Regions from separate parts of the Mus musculus genome. Here region 2 is linked to region 1. The links are chromatin contacts, called in public HiCAR-type maps. All regions are on one chromosome and are shown on one strand. Each heading gives the region's core, a stretch centred on a gene start, on an enhancer-like site or on the middle of the called end of the contact. The rest is flanking DNA. Distances are from core to core; before and after follow the strand shown. Region 1 holds the start of Nup205 (nucleoporin 205). Region 2 holds the start of Dgki (diacylglycerol kinase, iota).

Evidence for each region. HiCAR-type assays count read pairs that join an accessible place to other places.
Region 2: a contact with region 1 is called in a HiCAR-type map of astrocytes, with 5 times the contacts expected there. The contact joins the promoter of Dgki here to the promoter of Nup205 in region 1. A contact is called at or near these places in 1 of 39 promoter capture datasets (hippocampal neurons) and 1 of 115 datasets of contacts at active chromatin or transcription factors (astrocytes).

The regions. Positions count from the first base shown.
Region 1 is chr6:35,174,668-35,179,245 of GRCm38.p6, reverse strand. It overlaps Nup205 (nucleoporin 205), which reads right to left and starts at 1,630. Exons shown (of 43, transcript NM_027513.1): 1 at 1,587-1,630. The coding sequence starts at 1,614.
Region 2 is chr6:37,297,284-37,302,289 of GRCm38.p6, reverse strand. Dgki (diacylglycerol kinase, iota) reads left to right here and starts at 2,314. Exons shown (of 34, transcript NM_001081206.2): 1 at 2,314-2,727. The coding sequence starts at 2,342.

The DNA.
Region 1 (4,578 bases), core at 381-2,880:
TCCACTCACTCACTCATCATCCATTCATCTATGGATGCTTCAGTTCTTCCCAAAGGTGACAAAAAATAACTCTCTTGACTGACTCCTGGCTTTTTAAAATGCTTTCTTTTCTTGAGGCCAATCAAAGCTCTCCTGTACACACTATACTCCTGGGAGCTAGTGACAACTGTCAGTGGCTTGTGTTTAATGGTAACTCAGGATATTATATGCTATAAATGTATGTAACAGAACTATTACATGGAAGCCTGGCTTTTCAAAAAATCTAGTAGTGCATTTAATTTAACTACTTTGAGGGGGGACAAGCATGATGTAATGTCATAAAGTTGTGCTTAAAAGCATTAACTGGCTGGGCAGTGGTGGCGCATGCCTTTAATCCCAGCACTTGGGAGGCATAGGAAGGTGAATTTCTGAGTTTGAGGCCAGCCTGGTCTACAGAGTGAGTTCTAGGACAGTCAGGCCTTCACAGAGAAACCCTGGGGGGGGGGGGGGGGCGGGGAAGAAAAAAAAAGGCATTAACTGTTTAATTTTGGAGAAATTATGTAATCACTGGAAGTCTTTGCTTCCAAATTAAATCTGAGATATTTAATTGCATTACTCCAAATATATAAATGAAATACACACATACACCAGGTATAAAGGGATTCAACAATCAAGACTAACACTTGCTCCAGTGAGCAGACAATATGTTGTCAATACAACAGAAAACTTCATTTCTACAGAACAATTTACCATACCACTTCTGAGATGGTTTATGTACAAAACTCAGATTTAGGTAATTTTCAAAAAATACTGGTAAACTGGCAAGAACCAGTACCAAAAACAGTTTAAAAACAAAACAGTCCTGCTGAAAAAGATGGTCCGTAAACGTTTGCTATGTTGCCTCTTAATTGTACTCATGAATCGAGTGTCTAAAGCCGTGTTCAGGAGTGCCAGACCTCGTACGAAATGTTTGACATCTAAGTCCTCCCCACTAACGACCGGCACCGTGTTCCTGGAACCAGGACAAATCAAAACCCATCCACTTCTTCAAGCATCTCTGAGGGGTTCCAATTACCAAAGATGACCCCAGCCCCAGCTTTTTCACAGCGATGTCACCGTCCGCCGTGGCTGTGACAACGGTGCAGGGCGGCACGTGCTGAGCCCGTGGCACCGCCTCGCGGCTGGCAAGACCTCCTCACCCCCATGCCCCATGACCGGCCCACGGCCCCCTTCCAGACCAGCTTCCTTCCAGCCTCGCCTGGGTCCCACAGCCCGGGACTTGAGCCGTACCTCGGCGGTAGATGGCCTGCCTACACCTGAAGGATATTGGGGGGACGAAGCGGCTTCGGGGGCGCGCGCCTGGCTGCCCGGGACCCCGCCGCTCCGCCTCCCCTTCACACGCCCGTTTCGAGGGCCAAACTGTCGCCGCGCCGCGCGCCATTCAAACGGAGGCGGCGCGGGGCTGCAGGCCGGAGCGCGGCGAGAGCGGGCCCTGCGCACACGCTCGCGCCCGCACTGCCAACGGCCCGACTGCACCAGCGCTCCCCACTCGCCGGCCCCGCCCCCCGTGGGTCCCCGCGGGTCCCTCGCGGGCCCGCCGCGCTCACCCGAATTTACCGCCAACAGCGCCGCCATCTTGGAGGAGGACTGAGAGAGCGCTCCTGCCGCGGGGAGGACCCCGGGCCCGAGGGCCTGCCCGCGTCGACGCCTGAACACAAGGGCGTCCCCAGGGCCTCCGAGAACGCCATGCGAGGCTCGAGCGGGTGTGCACAAGGCTCCCCGCCCTGCTCTGGCCTAGGGCCATCGAGTCTAACTGCGACCATTACCGTTAAAACAAGCCGAGGGCAGCCGGTTCGGAGACTAGCTGTGCAATGCATCATGGGACCCGTAGTTTTATTTCGAGTGAGCCGTGCAGTTGACTAGTGTTCAAAAAAGGGAAATCAGTGAAACTGAAAAAGTTCTTGCTGGGCGTGGTGGCGCACGCCTTTAATCCCATCACTCGGGAGGCAGAGGCAGGCGGATTTCTAAGTTCAAGGCCAGCCTGGTCTACAAAGTGAGTTCCAGGACAACCAGGGCTATACAGGCTATATACCCTGTCTCAAAAAAAAAAAAAAAAAAAAAGAGAAAAAATTCTCATGACCTTCATTTCAAGTTAAATTTTATTTGAATAGCCATCCCCCTTACCTTAAGAGAGTAGAGTGAAGTGAGTAAGTGATTAAGGAATTTCTATTTAATAAGTATATTCTGTAGACATAATCACATTGTGCTTCGAAAATTACAGACAGGGCCTGGAGAGATGGTTCAGAGGTTAAGAGCACTGAGTGCTCTTCCAAAGGTCCTGAGTTCAAATCCCAGTAACCATGTGGTGGCTGACAACCATTTGTAATGAGATCTGACGCCCTCTTCTGGGATGTCTGAAGACAACTACAGTGTACTTACATATAATAAATAAATAAATCTTTGGAAAAAAAAAAGAAAATTACAGACAGCGACAAAATTTGAGTACTGCCTGCCTGACTTCAAAAGTGTCACCCATTTGCTTCCTCATCCCCAACATGTTGAGTCAAATTCGACATAAATTTCACAAACACCAAATGTTTTTTCTACCTAAGCAACCAAAACTACTAAACTTACTCGTTAAATTTAAAATTTGCTAGCCGGGCGTGGTGGCCCACGCCTTTAATCCCAGCACTTGGGAGGCAGAGGCAGGCAGATTTTCTGAGTTCTAGGCCAGCATGGTCTACAGAGTGAGTTCCAAGACAGCCAGGGCTATACAGAGAAACCCTGTCTCAAAAAAACAAAAAGAAGAAAGAAAGGAAAAACACGTTACAGAATAGAATGGAAGCGGGCTAGTGAGATAAGAACCTAAAAAGCCTACTAAGTAACTTCTACATACGTTAGAAGTACTAATTCTGTCTTAAGCTTTCATTAAGTCTACTGTAAAATATAATGATTTCTGTGAATGATTGATGTCAGTAGCGATCTGCTTGAAAGCTCTTCGCTTATATTTGGAAGCCTTCAATGGAGAGTTCTAAGCCAAGCACCTCTTTCACTAGCGACTGACCAGACTGCCCTTACAGCAGCCCTGCTATTCTGGAGAGTTTACAGACACCCTGGGGATATGCTCACATTTGCACAGCTGAAGACATGCTCCAGTCATGGTCACTCCACAGCCTGTACTAGCCTTTGAATGCACTGGAATTAGACTAGCCTAAGTGAACTCCCAGTGACCCTGTGACCATTTTCAAGCAGGCTATAGGAGGAGCACTCTTCCTGGTGTTCGATCATCAGAGGACTTGTGATTGGTACAGAATGTAATTCATTTGCATGAAGGATTGTGCTATGGTTGGTGCAAACAACCTTACCAAATACCCCTTCTGGTTATATAAGCAGGCTGTTTGGTTTTCTTTTCAAGTCAGCTGTGAGACACCCTTTTTGAACTGTCTCTGCTGTTACATCCTTAAAACCATTAAAAGGTTCTCTCAAAAAATAAAAATAAAAAAAAGGGTGGTGGTGGCTCATGCCTTTAATCCTAGCACTAGGCAGGCAGGTCTGTGTGAGTTTAAGGCTAGCCTGGTCTACAGAGTGAGTCCCAGGGCAGCCAGGGCTACATGGAGAAATCCTGTTTCAAAAATAAATGAAATGAAGTAAAATAAAATAATTATCTTTATAACAGAGCCCTGGATGTCCTGGACTAACTTGATAGACCAGGCTGGCCTCAAACTCACAGAGACCCACTGGCCTCTCTCTGCCTCCAGGTGCTAGGATTAAAGGTGTGGGCCACAAGGCCAGTATGGCTTGCTAAACTGATTGGATAAAGACAGGCAGATGAAGTGACAGCAGAGTAGTTACTGAAGCAAAGGTCACAAGGGCAACAACAGCTACAATAGCAGCAGGTTCAGACCCAAAGTGGCTGACCGGTTCCAGAGGGTCATAGGGTACTAACAATCTAAGAACTGGGAGAGAATGTCAAGGATGTATTGTGGAAATATAAAGAAGCCAAGAGAGAACAGAGCATAAAACTTAACAATAGAAGGACATAGCAACAAAATTTGAGTACTGCCTGCCTTGAGAACAAGAGGGGATGGGAAACTGGGCTTTCACTGCAGGAAGGGAGAGGTCTAAGGAGCTGCTACACCTTAAGGACCCGGAGCCCGGAGACGCTAGGCCTGAGAGACGAAATGCGTTGCCAAAGACTATGGTTCTTGATGGATAGGCCCACGAGCTGTGACACTAACTGATACTACTTGCTGCTGCCTCCCGATCTTCTTAGTACTTCTAGAAGCCACAAATTACAATAGCCACTGAGCGGCCTAAACATAGTTTATATGGTGGCTAGTGTTAATTGTCACTTTGACAGACTCTAGACTCACCTGTGAGACAGGCTTCTGAGAATGCCTGTGGACAATTATTTTGATTATGTTTATTGAGGTGGGAGGAAAAACACCGCAGTAAGGGTGGACCACCCTCTGGCTGGGATCCTTGACTGTTTGAAGAGGAGCTGAGCAGCAGCATGCATGGATTTGCCACTCTGTGCTTCCTGGTATGGCCAAGCTCCTCCGGTCTAGACAGAACAGTTGTACCCTTGCACTATGAGCT
Region 2 (5,006 bases), core at 1,065-3,564, 2.1 Mb before region 1:
CTAGCTGCCACACCCAGCCCAGGTAATGCATTTCATATATTGGTAGATGTTAGCTAATTTCCCCAATTCACCTACCCACCATCTTCTCCAACACTGTTTGTTAGCAGATTATCCTAACAAGTGGATTCTATCGTTCAGATTTGTGTTTCTTCCATAGAAGGTCAACTTGAGCATATTTTGTATGTTCAAAACCAAATATACTTCTTTCTTGAGACTCAATGGTAGAGTATGACATGCACGCCTATCATATACTGTGTGGTTTGTTTATGAATATAGGACACAATATAACCGCCAACACACACTTGGGAGAGACTGACAAGAAACAGTTACTGTAGTCCAAGCCTAGCCTGGTGGGAGTCTGCTGATGCACACTCAACACATTCTGGAAGAGCCCTCAATGGAGGCTTCCCAACGAGACAGATCTGTAGACTAAGATCTAATGAAGGTGAAGGAGACAGCCTGGTGGATATTGGAGACAGATGAGGAGACCAGCACGCTCCAGTGGACAAGAATGAGGATAGGCAGAGTAGAGGGTAGATGAGATATGCACATAAGTCAGCCCTGAATGCGAGGGGGAAGTGGGCATGTCCTCATCCATGCACTCGGACGACCTCGAGAGATCAACTACCGACCACAAGGACAAAGCGAACTTGAGCCTAAGAGCGCTACTCCATTAGCAATATTTAAAAAGTGGAACGGTGACATGACAGAATGGTTTGGGAAGGTATGGCTACTGAGGAAGGTGATCCAGGAATTCAGGGCTGTTGGTATTTAATCTAGATGTTTGTGGATTTTGCTGTAAAAGCAGCTGAGGCTCCCCTCTGAAGAGGGTGTACACTGCCCCAGAATGATTAACCTCCTCCACTAACTAGCCTGGGTGTGAAGAAAGTCACTTGAAAGATGTTAGGGAAATCCAGATGTGTGTGTGTGTGTGTGTGTGTGTGTGTGTGTGTGTGTGTGTGTGTGTGTGTGTGTATGTGTGTGTGTATGCATGTATGTGTGTGTATGCATGTATGTGTGTGTATGTGTGTATGTGTGTGTGTGTGTGTGTGTGTGTGTGTGTGTGTGTGTAGTGCTGATCCCCAACAGGTAGTCTTTTTCCCTTTCTCCCTGAAAAAGTCCCTGCCCTGTCTTATATAATGTACATGTGAGGGGAACTGCACACCGTGAGAGCTGGGCGAGGCTTGAGATTCCTTTGCTCAACCTCCTAATTTTAGGGCAAAAGAAGGCCATCTTTACTAGCACATACATCTACATAGGTAGTTTGGTTACTTGCACTTACTGTTGAGCATAGATCTTTCTCGCGTTTCCTGACAGCAGAGATTTCCTGGGTGAAAAACATCTAATTTAGAAAATGATCTGTCTTAAACACTTCGTTGCCCATCGTTCAAACCGCACAGATTTCAATAGTCTTAGAAACAAAAAACTGAGAGAGCAGACATTACATTCCTCCAGCGCATTAGGTTTCAGCCTTGGTGTCTGAACCGGTAGAAGCCCCTTCCTGGGCTAGCTCCTCCTGTCCTCTTCTTGTGAACCCTTAGCATAGGAACCCACAGCACGAGGCGCTCGGGTCCCCACTTCTGCTCTCAGCCTTCTGCTTCACCGAGGATCCTGTGATCCGATTCAATCTAATTAACAGCTGTTTAGGGAGCATCTTTAAGCTTTTAGAAGGCACCAAGCAAGGATCTAGGCGCGGGCGTTCATGGGTGAAGATGTCCCGACCGACCCTCTCCTTGAGAAGAAGAAGCGGGAGCTTAAATCTAGCCCCTTCCATAATTCACATGGTTAAAAAATTCCTCCCAAGGTTCCTCCAGATACACCCCACCACCCCGGCCTCCAAAGGTCCCCCACGTCTGGAGGTTACTGCTTGGCGCCAGCTCTGATGCTGCAAGAAGGTGACGGACAAAATGCTGCCTCGGGCATCTGTCATCAGTGGACTGGACTGAGATGTGCCCAGCAGCTCATCAGTGCTGAGTAGCTCCTGGGTCCGGGTCCGCTTCCCTTGTGCGCTAACCAGGGCGCGGCAACCCGGCTTGCCTCCAAGTTTCCCTGGGCACTCTCCTTTCTTGATGACCAGTGTTTGTCCCCAGCGTCCTAAGCCCCGCGGCTCCCACCCTTTCCCTCTCTCCTCCACTGCGATCCATTGCCTGCAGGCAGAGTTCAAGTTCAGTCCCGGCTTTTGCTCTGGATTTAGAAAAAGGAGAAGGGGTGGGAGAATTGGAGGGAGCCGGCTGGTCGGGCGAGGCCGAGGGGAGGCGGAGAGAGGTGGCCTCTGATTGGTTGGGGAGGGGGAGTGGAGGCACGGAGTTTCCCACAATGCCCCGGTGCGGTGCAGCCGCGGATGGATGCTGCGGGAAGGGGCTGCCATTTGCTGCCCCTGCCAGCGGCGCGCGGACCTGCCCGCGCTCCCGCCGCCTCCAGCGCCCTCAGCCCGACCGGCCTCTGCAGCGGCACCACCTCGGCTTCTTTCGCGGCCGCCGGAGCGGTCGCCATGAACCCCAGCTCCTCGGCGGGAGAGGAGAGAGGGGCGACGGGTGGCAGCAGCAGCAGCGGAAGCGGCGCCGGGAGCTGCTGCCTGGGCGCCGAGGGCGGCGCGGACCCGCGGGGTGCAGGGGCAGCGGCTGCTGCTGCCTTGGAGGAGCCCGCGGCCGCCGGACAGAAAGAGAAGGAAGAGGCGCTGGAGGAGAAGCTGAGGGACTTAACTTTCCGGAAGCAGGTCTCTTACAGGTAGGCGCGGGAGCTAGCGAGACAGGTGCCGCCCAGGGCGGGGGACACTTGCTCTAGCTCCAGAGAGGCACTTCTGTAGAGTTGGGGTTCAGTCTCTCTCTCTCTCTCTCTCTCTCTCTCTCTCTCTCTCTCTCTCTCTCTCTCTCTCTTCAACCTTCGTACCTCCGTGGTTTTGCTTCTATGTATGTCTGTCTATCTGTCTCTCTCTCCTGGGGATATGTTGTTCTCATCCTCTAATTCTGGGTTGAAGAGAAGAAGTGGGGTGCCCCAGCTTCTTCTCCCTGTAACACCCAGGGAGGGGTGCACTTGTAACAGAAGAGAACACTAAGGTCAGAACAAGATCAAAACCACATCTGTGAGTGTATGGGGTGCAAACCCAGACATGCCCAGTTAGAAGAGTTGCCAAAGTTGTCCCTAGGCTAGTGTCATCTCCACACTCCCCCATCCTTGCCGAGTTCACTGGGTGAGCCTTGGGCACTAACCGGATCGCTGAGATCTGTTCTGACAGGCAGCAAAGAATAAGCCATACAGAACAGAAATCCTTATGGGACGTTCTTGTCTGTTAAAGACTAGTGAGCTATGGGTCTCTTCTTGTAGGTATGTAAGTATGTCAGTGGGTGTTGGTGTTACATGCCTGTGTGTTCTCTCCCTCTCTCAGTGTGGACAGCCTACTCCCAGGCTTACCTCCCCCCAACCCCCTGCCCCCACCCCACCCCCACCCCCCGTCCCAGTGCTGGTGAGAAGAGATCACACTGGCACCTGAGGCTGGATGTGTCTTTGACACTAGGACAGTGTACGGTGAACGTCCACCCAATTACGCTTTATGAAGCCCCAATTGTGTGAGGATCCAAACCAAAGGGAAGATTTCATAGGTTCCTTACACTGCTCTCCCATTCCCAGGCACGAGAGACGGCGCCGAGACCACCCTCACTGGTGATTTTTAAAAGTTGAGGCCATAAGCAGAGTCTTGCTGGGTCTCAGAGTGATACTTGGAAAGGGGGGGGGGGCGGGTCAAGGAAAGCATCTTTGGAGCCCTCCTCCTTTTGGGTTAGCATTCTCTTCTAGAAAAACCATCTAAAGTATTAAGCCTGTCACACCATGTGCTGTTATGTAAGCAAAAGCAGATGACAGAGGTGTGTGGGTTGCGAGGGTGTGCTCTGTTTATGGGGGCAGGTGTGTGAATCACTGGAATCCCCACAGGCATTGCCTGGACTGGAGGCCCTGTCATCAGGGCATGTGCTCTGTGTCTAAATGCCGGTTTCTGCTGATTCCTAAATGGTCTCCATCCGTAGCCAGGTGGTTGCTGCTGCATCCATCCCTTGCTTGCATTTTGCTCTCTGTGCGCAGAGGGGGTTTCCCACCTGAGTTGTCCTCTTAGTTACTCACACAGATCAGTTCCAAATGGATCTTTTTATATTTTCGGTTTCTAAAAATAGGCAGGTGGGGAGGAGTGGGGTAGGTCTAGGGAGGTAGGCTAGGACACAGGCAGTTCAATTGTACTTAGGATGGTCTGTCTGGCTCTTAGGGGAACAGGAACTATATTCAGCCTAATTTAGGAGCTGTAAGTTGAGGGGGTGTTATCACGTGAAATACATTGTGGGTCTGGGCTTCTGGGCTAAGAGAAGCTCCTGGGTCATTGGTATTCATGAGACTCCTCATTGGATAGGGCTGTGAAGCCAGAATTTGCAAGGGAAATCACTTCAGCTTGCCTCTTGGCAGGGGTCATTCTCTGAGGCTCTCTCTTAGAAAAGCATAGAGTCGGGGCGTGCAGCTTCCTGGGTGAAATGCTCCCACAGGCATGTGGAAGTGTGTTTGTCACAGAAGACACGGAAACAGGAGCATTTTTGCCAGAGAGGAACAGTACACGACACTGACCTATCTTGAAAGCCACTGTGGTGGCTTTTATTTCTTGGATGCTATTTCTTCTTGAATAAAGCCTCACAGTTTTCAAGGCAAGTGACACTTGGCACACACAGCACCTCAGGTGGCTGGTCAGATGGCTTGCAATCCCCAGGTGAATAGCCTCCACTCTCTGTGGGTGATGCTGGCTGTTACACTCCTCAGGTGATGCTTACACACCAGTACCTGAGAGTTGCTGTCTCCAAGCTTCAGTCATTGACCCTTGAACTCATAAACTGCTCAGCCAAAGCAAGCCAGGCAGTCATAGCAAATGGTCTTCCTGTTGGCCTTGGTAACCCTTTGTGCTGGACTCAGAGGTGGCAGTGGACCCGATGGTCTTGATGAAAGGATTCTGGGCATGACTTAGCATGGGGGACTAG